Regions from separate parts of the Ovis aries genome. Here regions 2 and 3 are each linked to region 1. The links are chromatin contacts, called in public Hi-C maps. All regions are on one chromosome and are shown on one strand. Each heading gives the region's core, a stretch centred on a gene start, on an enhancer-like site or on the middle of the called end of the contact. The rest is flanking DNA. Distances are from core to core; before and after follow the strand shown.

Region 1 (3,219 bases), core at 214-2,713:
GCGCTCGGCCCCCTCCCGCTCCCGGGCCCCTAGCGCCGCGCCCGTTCCCACTCGCGCGCCCTCGTCTCGCTGTTTCCCCTGCCGGCGCCGCCGCCCCTCCCAGCCTCCCTTCTCCGCCTCCCGCATCCCTACCCCCAGCGCAACCCCCTTCTTTCCTTTGCGGGCTTTCCTTCTCTCTCCGGCTGGGGTGGCGAGCTCAGCTTCGAGCCTTTAGCCCTTCTCCACCCCCCCCCCCCCCACCCCCGACCCTCATAAATAAAAGGAGAGTGTTAAATAATAACAGAGACGTCTCCCTTCAACACTCAATACGGCGACGTAACTGCGCCAGAGACCCTGCTACGATTCCGCGCCCGTAGCCGGGCGTCTTCTCCCTCACCAGCCGAGGGTAGCAGCTGTTCTCGAAAAGCCCGGTGCCTCGCTCCTGGCCGTCCTCCGCATCTCAGGGGGCGTAGGGACACCCGCGCGGGGACCCCGGAGGCGGCCGGGGAGCCAAGGCTAGGTGCAGAGATTTTGCCCTCATCCCCCCCCACCGCCGAGTCAATAATTCCAGGAGACTCGGACACATCTTTGCCCCAGCTTCCTTTTCCCCGTCCCCGCGCCTTCCCAACACCGAATCCTAACCTCTCTGTAGACCAAAATCTTTAATTTTACTATCCTTTAAAAAAAAAGTCAAAGGCCAACTTCTAAAAGGAGCCGGGAGCGTTGGAGACGCCGAGGGGGTCGGCGGGCGGGACGCGCCGCAGTGTCTGTCTCTGGCTGTCAGAAATGCAGTAAGCCGAAATTTAAATGCCCTTTTCCAGACAGGAAAAAGTCAGCGGCTGCGGAGCTCTCTTCGCTCAAACATGCAATGTGTAATTCTTACTCCAAGGAGTTCAGGATGTAAAGGGTTTTCTGTCAACCGCGAAGCATACCCTTCTTCTCCCCGACAAAAGGCAAAAAAGCAATTAATGCAATAAAGCATGAATGTCCACCCGGCCGGGGTCAGCGTCCATCTAAGGCGAGCAAAAACCTCTAAAGGCTACTTTCAGAAAACGCACCCCCGGTTTCCCTCTGCCTTCCTCTCTCTTCCCATCTTGACAAGTCACTGTACCCCGACCCAGTTCTGGTTCCTCTCCACCCCACCCCGACCAGCCACAACTACTCTGAGAAAAGTGTCAATAGCGCAGGAATGGGAGAAAAGACACTCGATTCGGGCGTTCTGCTCATCGCGGCGTTAAGGCGGTAGCAAAAATAAATGAAAAAGGCCAATAGGTCCGGGTGCTCACCCGTATTTCCACTATCCGAAGGAAATCTAGCGTCCAAAAAGCGGCGAGGAGCGCCTTTCAGAGGCGCGGGTCGTGGGCTGCGGCGAGGGAAAGTGTCTCCCCAAAAAGGCAGAAGAGCTTCTCTGCGTCCGGGGAGTCTTGGTGTCGCTCGGGTGTTGTAAGTTCCAGTGGGCAAAGTTTCGCGGATGCGGCGCGGGTGGCGGACCGCTAGCAGGGGTCCGCGGGGAGGGTGGGGTGGGGGCCGGCCTGGCTGGAGGCGCAGAAGCCCCCCTTTGACTCCGGATCTCCCTTCCCCGGGCGCCCGGAGCGCGACTCCGCTCGCTAGGCTGGCTCGGCTCTTCCACCCTGGAGGGCCCGCCCGCTCGCTCCCTCTGCCTCTCGCTGGAATTACTACAGCGAGTCAGATAAAGCCCAGAAAAAACTGGCTTTTATACGAGAAGGTAAGGCCCCTCCTCTGTTCTTTTTCCCGCCAAGCCTCAGAGTAGCCCTGCCCTTCCAGGCAGTGGTGGAGCCAGGCGGCGGCCGCGGCGAGCCAGCCGCAGCGGTAGCCGCGAGATGCGCAGCCCGGGGGTCCTCCGCAGCGGAGACCCTCGCCTATAAAGGGCTGGTGGGCGGGGACTCACCAGAGAGGATCTTTGTCTCCCCCGCCCTCTGCTTTGGGAACCCGGGAGGGGCGCTGGTGGGGAGGGAGGGCGGGAGGGGAGGAGATTCAGCTCTTTGAGCCTGGCACTCCAGTGCGCCGAGCTCTCGGATGTAAACACGGTCAGAGCGCCGCATGAATTAACTGCGCGCGCCTACCATTTTCTTTTGCTCCCGCTCAAACCGTCTCTCTGCTGCTTGGTTCCTGTGGAGCAGCGCTGTGTTGGACAAACCGCATACTTGTCCTGTGTTCTTAAATCATCTGGGGGCAGAACCGCTCATCCCTAGATGCTGAGAATACACCGTGTACCCACGGCTGCGCCATGCACGTCCCGGGTGGACAGGCCGGGAAGGGGCAGCCTTTGGAAAATAACTCCTACGAAGAGAGGAGGAAAGAAGGGGTATTGATGGGCGTGCGCTCTGAGTGTGTGTGTGCTGGGGGGTTAAGTGTCGATGGGATACATGATCAAAGGTATGGGGAAGAAAAATGGTGCCTGGAATTACTAAAATAATTCAGCAACGCGCTGCCACGTATACTTGGAGAGCGCGGTATGAATAAACACCCATTGCATTTGTTGGGGGTGTTATGCATTCTGGGTGTGCGCAGCTTTCTCGACTGCGCACCTTCCACCCACAATGAATCCCCCGATTGCTGCCAAAGTCGCAGAGGACCCCCACTCCTGGCTCTGCCCGCGCAGACCTACACGGATCTCCGTGGGGGCCAGCGTTCCTCCTGCCCCTCCCCCCACCCAGTACGCGCTAATCCCTGAGATCTTTCTGCGGGTTCCAGAGCTGGAATAAGGGAGGAGCGCGCCTGCGGGTGCGCGCCGCGGGGGACCACCCCCGTCCCTCTAAACCCCCATCCCACCCCCGCGCCTCTCTCTCGGAGTTCCCAATTCCGCAGCCAGGTTTCAGAAGAGAGACGAATCCTCTTTGCGCCCCGTGGCGCCGGTTTGCACCACTCTGGGGCTCCCAGGTTTGGGGAAAAATAGAAGGCGCTAGACGGGAGGATACAGCCCGGGGGAGGGGGGCGCGAGCCTCAGGACCAGACTCCCCAGAAGAGGGAAGGGGGCGAGCCGGAGGATCCTGCCTGGGGAGTCTGCAGAGTCCCCGGTGAGGAAAACCGTTAACTCTTTCCTGCTAGGACAAACCGAACGTTGACTTCCTTTCTGGGTCTGCTTTTCTCTTTATCATTGGGCTCGAAATCACACACACACACACACACACACACACACACACACACACACACACACAATGCATCGATTCTCATCTAAGGAGAGGAGCCAAGTATTACTTCCGTTTCTTGGGGGGGGGG
Region 2 (3,219 bases), core at 455-2,954, 480 kb after region 1:
GGAGTGGGTTGCCATTTCCTTCTCCAGGGAATCTTCCCAACCCAGGGATCGAACCCAGGTCTCTCACATTGTAGACAGACGCTTTACCATCTGAGCTACCAGGGAAGTCCAAGTACTGGGGTATAACTGAATAGAATTATGGAAGGGAATAATTAATAATAATTCAGACAAGTGTTTGTTATTTTGAGTGCTTTACATGTGAATGTGTGCTCAGTTACTCAGTTGTATCCAACTCTTTGCCACCCCATGGATTGTAACCTGCCAGGCTCCTCAGTCCATGGGATTTCCCAGGCAAGAGTACTGGAGTGGGTTGCCATCTCATCCCCTGTCATCCCCTTCTCCTCCTGCCTTCAGTCTTTCACAGCATCAGGGTCTTTTCTGATAAGAAGATTCTTCACATCAGGTGGCCAAAGTATTGGAGTTTCAGCTTCAGCATCAGTCCATCCAATGAATATTCAGGTCCAGATATATTGGAGAGATAGAAAAACTGGAGATGGGAATACTGAATTACCCTATTGTAGAGGACAGTTAGCTAGAGTGAAAGCTGATCTGTGGGTGAGACAAGGGTCACTTTGAGAAGTAATGGGAAATAATATTGAAGAAAATATTTTCATACTGAAAGCTTTGATTCTGTGTGTGTGTCAACATCGCATGTCAGACACTGTTTTCCGAAGTCCATCCTCCTCTTGTTTCTTCCTGTACAGACATGCCATCACCCAGCTTCTCTTACAGTTAGCTGTGGGTATGAGACCGAGTTTTGGCCAACAGAATGTGAATGGATGGGATTTGGGCAACCCCCATTCATTTTTCTTTGCTCCTTTTCCTCTTCTGGCTGGTTGTATGGCAACCTCAAGAATGACTTTGGAAGCTACATGTATTCAAGATGGCAGAATCTCTATCAACTTGGATTCCTGAATGAGGGGTGGAGTAGAACCCTCCACCCCAACACACACATTATCTATCACGTCCCTGGACTGTTACAAAAAGATAGAATAACAATTTTTGTTGAACCATGACAAACTTGTAGCTTCTTGCTATCAAAGTGTAACCTAAACTATTAATAATACACATCAGACCCCAGTAATGCTGAAATTATGGTAGCTTATTGTTCAGCGATATTTTAAACCTGTAGTGTGAATGATTTCTCTTTGGTATAATTCTCATGCTAGTTGAAACCTCTTTCTGTTACAGGGCTTTTGAGGAAGTTCTTCTGTGCTCATCTTGGGTTAGGGGAAATTGAAATGAGAGCACGGGAGAGAGGAAAAACTACCTCATGTTTCAGGATTCACAAGAGGCGTCATCTGCCCTGGTGGAAACAGCACGTTGGTCGGTCATCAGTAACCCACGGAGCCATGAGCGTCTGGCATCAGAGTATTTTTAACTTATGAAGGTGAATTTCATCGAAGAGGTGACTGGGGTGATAACCCAAATATGTAAAGTCCGTATGCTAAACGCGACGGCAGGAAACCAGAAACCGGGTAGGCACACTCCTGTTCTCAGAGAGAACAGTTAGCAGGGGCCCCTTAAGACTGACACCGCTGGGAAAACAGAAGAGACTGCTTTGTTTCATTTTTCTTAAAGAGCAGGCAACCTCAAACTTACTACTAATGACTGTGTTTCCTTTTAGTCAACCCCCGTGGTTTTGTTTCTTATGCTCCATAAAATGCGAGCCTTTTTGGTCACTTTTGACAGACTTTCCAGCACTAAAAATATCAAGGGCTTAAGTGACAAGTCATGGGTATTTTTGACAAGACTGTCTATTAGTCCTGGGAAATTCTTTCTACCTGCTTAAAGAAGAAGAAGATATAAAAGACAGCTGAGAGTGACAAACGCCCTTTCCGTGGTTGACCTGAGGTTTCTGTCTTTTTTTTTTTTTTTATCATCTACCTCTGCCCTTACTTATGTAGACAGAACGTGGCATCTGATTCATTACAGCAGTATTTTTAAATGCGCTGATATTAATTAATCAATATAGCAGTTAATAATTCTGTTTCACTGTGATTTTTCACACACTAAAAAAGTATCTGAGGATGAAATGCATTCCTGTTTTTCACTAAAAATTAACTCACTAATCTCCTATTGCTTTCAAGGGCATTTATTGGCCCCAGTTAGGCATAAGTTCAGCTTGCTGATGTGAAAACTGAGTGGAACGTGGTTATGTAACTTGATGATGTTCTCACAGCTAGGAAGTGGTAATCTTTCTTCTAAACCACTTTACTCTCAATTTGCTTTCACAAGCTTGTGTTCAGTCAACAAGCACTTGCCGAGTGGTACCCTTGGGCCTGGCTTGGTTGTCAATACTGAGGACCCAGATCCTGTCTCCACCCTCATGGAGGGCACAGTTGAGAGAATCCACACAAATATTTGCTTAGAAAATGAGATAAACGCTTGCTGTTCTGGAGCCTTACCTTCCATCATTTTATTAGAGCACATGCCAGTCCATCTATGCCTGTGTGGGTGCTAAGTCGCTTCAGTCATGTCTAACTGTGACCCTATGAACCATGGCCCACCTGGCTCCTCTGTCCATGGGAATCTCCAGGCAGGAATACTGGAGTGGGGTGCCATTCCCTTCTCCAGCGGATTTTCCTGACCCAGGAATTGAACCTGCAGCTCTTATGTCTCCTGCATTGGCAGGTGGGTTCTTTACCAGTAGTGCCACCTGGGAAGCCCACCAAAGTTTCCCACTGAAAAAAATCTGTCTTTGATTCCTGTCCTAATCAGCTGGCATCCATTGCCTTCTTTGCATTTGAACTAGAGTTCCCTTAACTCAGTTATTTGGTAAGGAGGGAGAGTGATCCAGGGGAGCACAGATGAATTACTGAGCCAAGTCTGTCTCTAAACCTGTTAAAGCTTTGGCTCTAGCCATCTGAGGCTCAGGAAGAAGCTGTTGATGAATCAAAGGAGACCCTTGGAAGTCTGCTGGCTATTCTGTTTCTTAATTCAAAATCAACAAGTTGGCATGGAATCACCCATGGGATACAGAGTCAGTCTTAAGTTCAATTCCATGCTATGCTATTTACAACATGCATGATCTTGTGCTAATAAATCTACTTCTGCTTCAGTTTTTGAAACTGTAAGCAGCACGTGTGTGTGTGTGTGTGTGTGTGTGTGTGTGTGTGTGTGTGTGCTCAGTGGTGTCGGATTCTTTGCAACCTCATGGACTATAGCCCACCAGCCTCCACTGTCCATGGAATTTTCCAGGCAAGAATACAGAAGTGG
Region 3 (3,219 bases), core at 197-2,696, 380 kb before region 1:
GACTTTAGCGACCCCATGGACTGCAGCCTACCAGGCTCCTCCATCCATGGGATTTTCCAGGCAAGAGTACTGGAGTGGGGTGCCATTGCCTTCTCCGAACCTAAATATAGGGCTGTGATTAGGACTGTGATTAAAAATATGGGTTTCAGGCTTGGCTTGACCTGGCCTCACATTCTTGCTCTTTCACTTAACACTTAATAACACTAAAGCTCAAGAGAAAGAGACAGTCAGATGGGTGCATGATACAACAGAAAGTTTATGTGCATGAACACTCACACATGTGTTCTCTCAAATGATAGGTCCAGTGCTAGAAGTTTCCTGAGAGAATGTCCATTCAATGCCCTTACTCTGCAGCTGTGAAAGCCAACAGGGAGAGCATCAGAGCTTTCCTGCCAGGGGTCCCAAGGTAGGAAGAGCTGGGGGCACTGGACTCCCATCCCACCAGTCCAGGGCTCTCTCCAAAGCCACACCCCAGTCCACCTCCCTCTATGAATGTGCTCAAGTTTTCAAACGGTGACTCCCCCAAATCAAAGGAAGTGCCTGCTCCCAGATAAAGCCGATTCTTGCCATGGAAGAACGTCCATCTCCTTCTGAGATTGTCTTCTATCCGCTCATTTGCAGGGTCACAAGAAGGGCAGGGGAATGCTTTCTTGACGTGACTCCTGGGTCTCCACACCCAAGAATGCAGGAAGGTTTAAATAAATCAGACTGCAGTCAAGAATGCAGACAGGCTCCCCCACATGTTCTGTGTTTTGTTTTTTTTCTCCCCCTGGGTGGATACCATCAGCTGTCCTGTTGCTAAGAGACGGGAGTGGGTGGGAAAAGCCAAGAGCCATATTTTTCAAACTTATCTACAAAACCGGTTGCGCCTCTGCTCCCTCCAGGGGTTCGGCTTTCTTAAGAACAGGATGTTACAACCCGTTAGATGGAGAGAGTGAGAGGCCTTTTATTTTTTTGAGAAATGAGCAGAGCTTTTCCTGGACCTCCAATGTCATCCAGCAGAGTCCTGGGAGCTGCCAGTGACAGGTCTGATGCAATGTTTGGGAAAGAGCCGCAGAGTACACATGACTCAACAAAATATTCGGATTTGCATTCCTATCTCTTGGGAAGCCGGACTTATCAGCACCAACAAGTGCTGCGGGCCGGTGAGAGTGCTGGGTTGAGTTTGTCATCGGAGAATTAAAAGGAATTTAAAAAAAAAAAAAAGGTTGCGGGGAGGTGAACATTTGAATCACTCCGGGACTTTCCTTCTAGGTTACATTCCAATCCGACAGACCCAAACCTGGCAGAGCTATGCTATTGCTCAATGTCAAAAACATTTGCCTGGAATGCGGGACATGTGAACTTGGACACCCCCCGCAGCTCCCCTGTATGGCCCAGCAGGCCGCCTCCACTACAAACACACTGGTCAGGGAACCAGGACATGTTCCATAGAAAAAGGCAGGGACCTACAAGGTAAGCTCTCAGCAGCATTCCTCCCTGTCGGCCTTTGTAGACTCACCATCCACTCTGATGAGCCCAAGAGAGATGGAAAATGAGCCCTTGGGAACAGGTCAGTGGATCTGTTTGCCCTTAGAAGAAAGCAAGAATATGAACTAACTTCCTCCTTCTCCGGGTTTGTACTTGGCCTTATGAGCCCAGAAAAAAAAAAAAAAAGAAAGAAAGAAATCCTGCTACAATTACTTATTTCCAAATAACTCTAAGAGCAATATATAAGAACATCTAATTCTTCATTCTGCTCCCAGCCCATGCACCCCTCCCACCTCAGTTTAAATAGTCAAGGTAGCAATTCTTGTTACACTGGTATAAATGAGAACATAACTCGTTGTACTCAAAATAAAAGCCCATTTAGACCTTGCAGCGTGTTCCAGAGCTCACTGCCCCAGCCAGCAAAGAACTAAAGCTTGGCAGAGCCTTCTGAATCACTATATCCACATCCCAGCATCCTCCTTTCTACCTCTAAAACCAGTACAGAAAAAAGGAAGCCATCTCAGGCCTCGTGCCATCAGCAACAGAGAGTAGTGGAGTTGAGTGCAGGGTGTGAGGGTCCAGGATACACAGATTTGAGAAGATTAAAATACCTAACTGAAATCAAATGCTTACTGTAAAGAGGCAGATGGCAAAAACTCGATGGCTGTCTCCTATTTAATTTTCACAACAACCCAGTGAGGTATCTATAATACCTTTTCAGATTTATCACCAGTCAAAATAGCCTTGGAAGTCCCCCACTACACAGAAGGTGAAAACTTACTGCTAAAGAGGGATGATTATTCAGGCCAGCTGTCACAGCTGATGCAATCTTTCACATAGGACAGCAATTAGCTGAAAGAAATCCCAAACCACTGATGCCCTCAATCCCTAATTACCCATCTGGGTTTGTGGCTTTGTCAACCAAAGAGACACTTGGAGTAGCAAGTGAAAGGGCTGTTCAAAGAAGATTTTTAAAAGGAAGCGAAGCATCTCTTCTTGGAAGACTGACAGGTGGGAAGACACCAGGCAACCAAGCTGCTGCTACTGCTGCTGCTAAGTCACATCAGTCGTGTCCGACTCTGTACGACTCCATAGATGGCAGCCCACCAGGCTCCCCCATCCTTGGGATTCTCCAGGCAAGAACACTGGAGTGGGTTGCCGTTGCCTTCTCTGAGGCAACCAGGCTAAGAGAGACCAAAGGCAGGATGTCAAGAATTGAGCTAGTTGTCCTTTAACCTCTGGAGTGGGGAGGAGGCGGTGGAGGTAGGAGGGGTTAGGAAGTTGGATTGCAATAATGCTGACCTCAGGACAGATCCCACTGTTGTTTTGGTTATGGACTGACTGTGTGACGTGGGCATTTTATTTGCGGAGGCATCAGAATGCAGCAGCCTGGGCACCGGCCACTGTGTTTCTCCTGCCACTCTATAAAACTCATTGTGTAACCAAGTCATTTCTCCCTTGGGGCGGGGGGGGAGAAAAGCAGGAGGGGGGCACTGAACAAAGTGATGGCATTCAGAGGCATGGTTATAAACTTTATTAAGGTATTTATGAGTTGTCTATCACAAGATCAGGTTTGATCATATCGATGTATTATCAATAGATGTAACAATGAGTTACACTGACATTTAAATTTGTATTTTGATTTTTTTGAGAAGGCAATAAAACTGTTTGAAATTCTCCCTTACATTGTCCAGAACATAAAAACCCATGCCATTCTCACAATAGATGCCCCTTAAATAGAAAGATGAT

What was found. A called contact is a pair of places that touch in the nucleus more often than the background predicts.
Region 2: a Hi-C map of blood shows a contact between it and region 1, with 3 times the contacts expected there. The contact joins the enhancer-like site here to the promoter of MYC in region 1. A contact is called at or near these places in 3 of 16 Hi-C or Micro-C datasets (blood, skin fibroblasts and tail adipose tissue).
Region 3: a Hi-C map of tail adipose tissue shows a contact between it and region 1, with 5 times the contacts expected there. The contact joins the enhancer-like site here to the promoter of MYC in region 1. A contact is called at or near these places in 4 of 16 Hi-C or Micro-C datasets (muscle, omental adipose tissue, skin fibroblasts and 1 more).

The regions. Positions count from the first base shown.
Region 1 is chr9:25,737,073-25,740,291 of ARS-UI_Ramb_v3.0, forward strand. It overlaps MYC (MYC proto-oncogene, bHLH transcription factor), which reads right to left and starts at 1,464. Exons shown (of 3, transcript NM_001009426.1): 1 at 1,266-1,464. LOC132657163 (a long non-coding RNA gene) reads left to right here and starts at 1,779. Exons shown (of 2, transcript XR_009594937.1): 1 at 1,779-3,219.
Region 2 is chr9:26,215,792-26,219,010 of ARS-UI_Ramb_v3.0, forward strand. No RefSeq gene overlaps it. Among named protein-coding and RNA genes, the nearest start is that of MYC, 480 kb to the left of the region's middle. Within about 2 kb of position 1,705, at least 3 of the 54 cell types and tissues checked have an H3K27ac peak or open chromatin away from gene starts, as enhancers often do.
Region 3 is chr9:25,359,140-25,362,358 of ARS-UI_Ramb_v3.0, forward strand. No RefSeq gene overlaps it. Among named protein-coding and RNA genes, the nearest start is that of MYC, 380 kb to the right of the region's middle. Within about 2 kb of position 1,447, at least 22 of the 54 cell types and tissues checked have an H3K27ac peak or open chromatin away from gene starts, as enhancers often do. A contact at or near this core is called in tail adipose tissue, where this site is marked.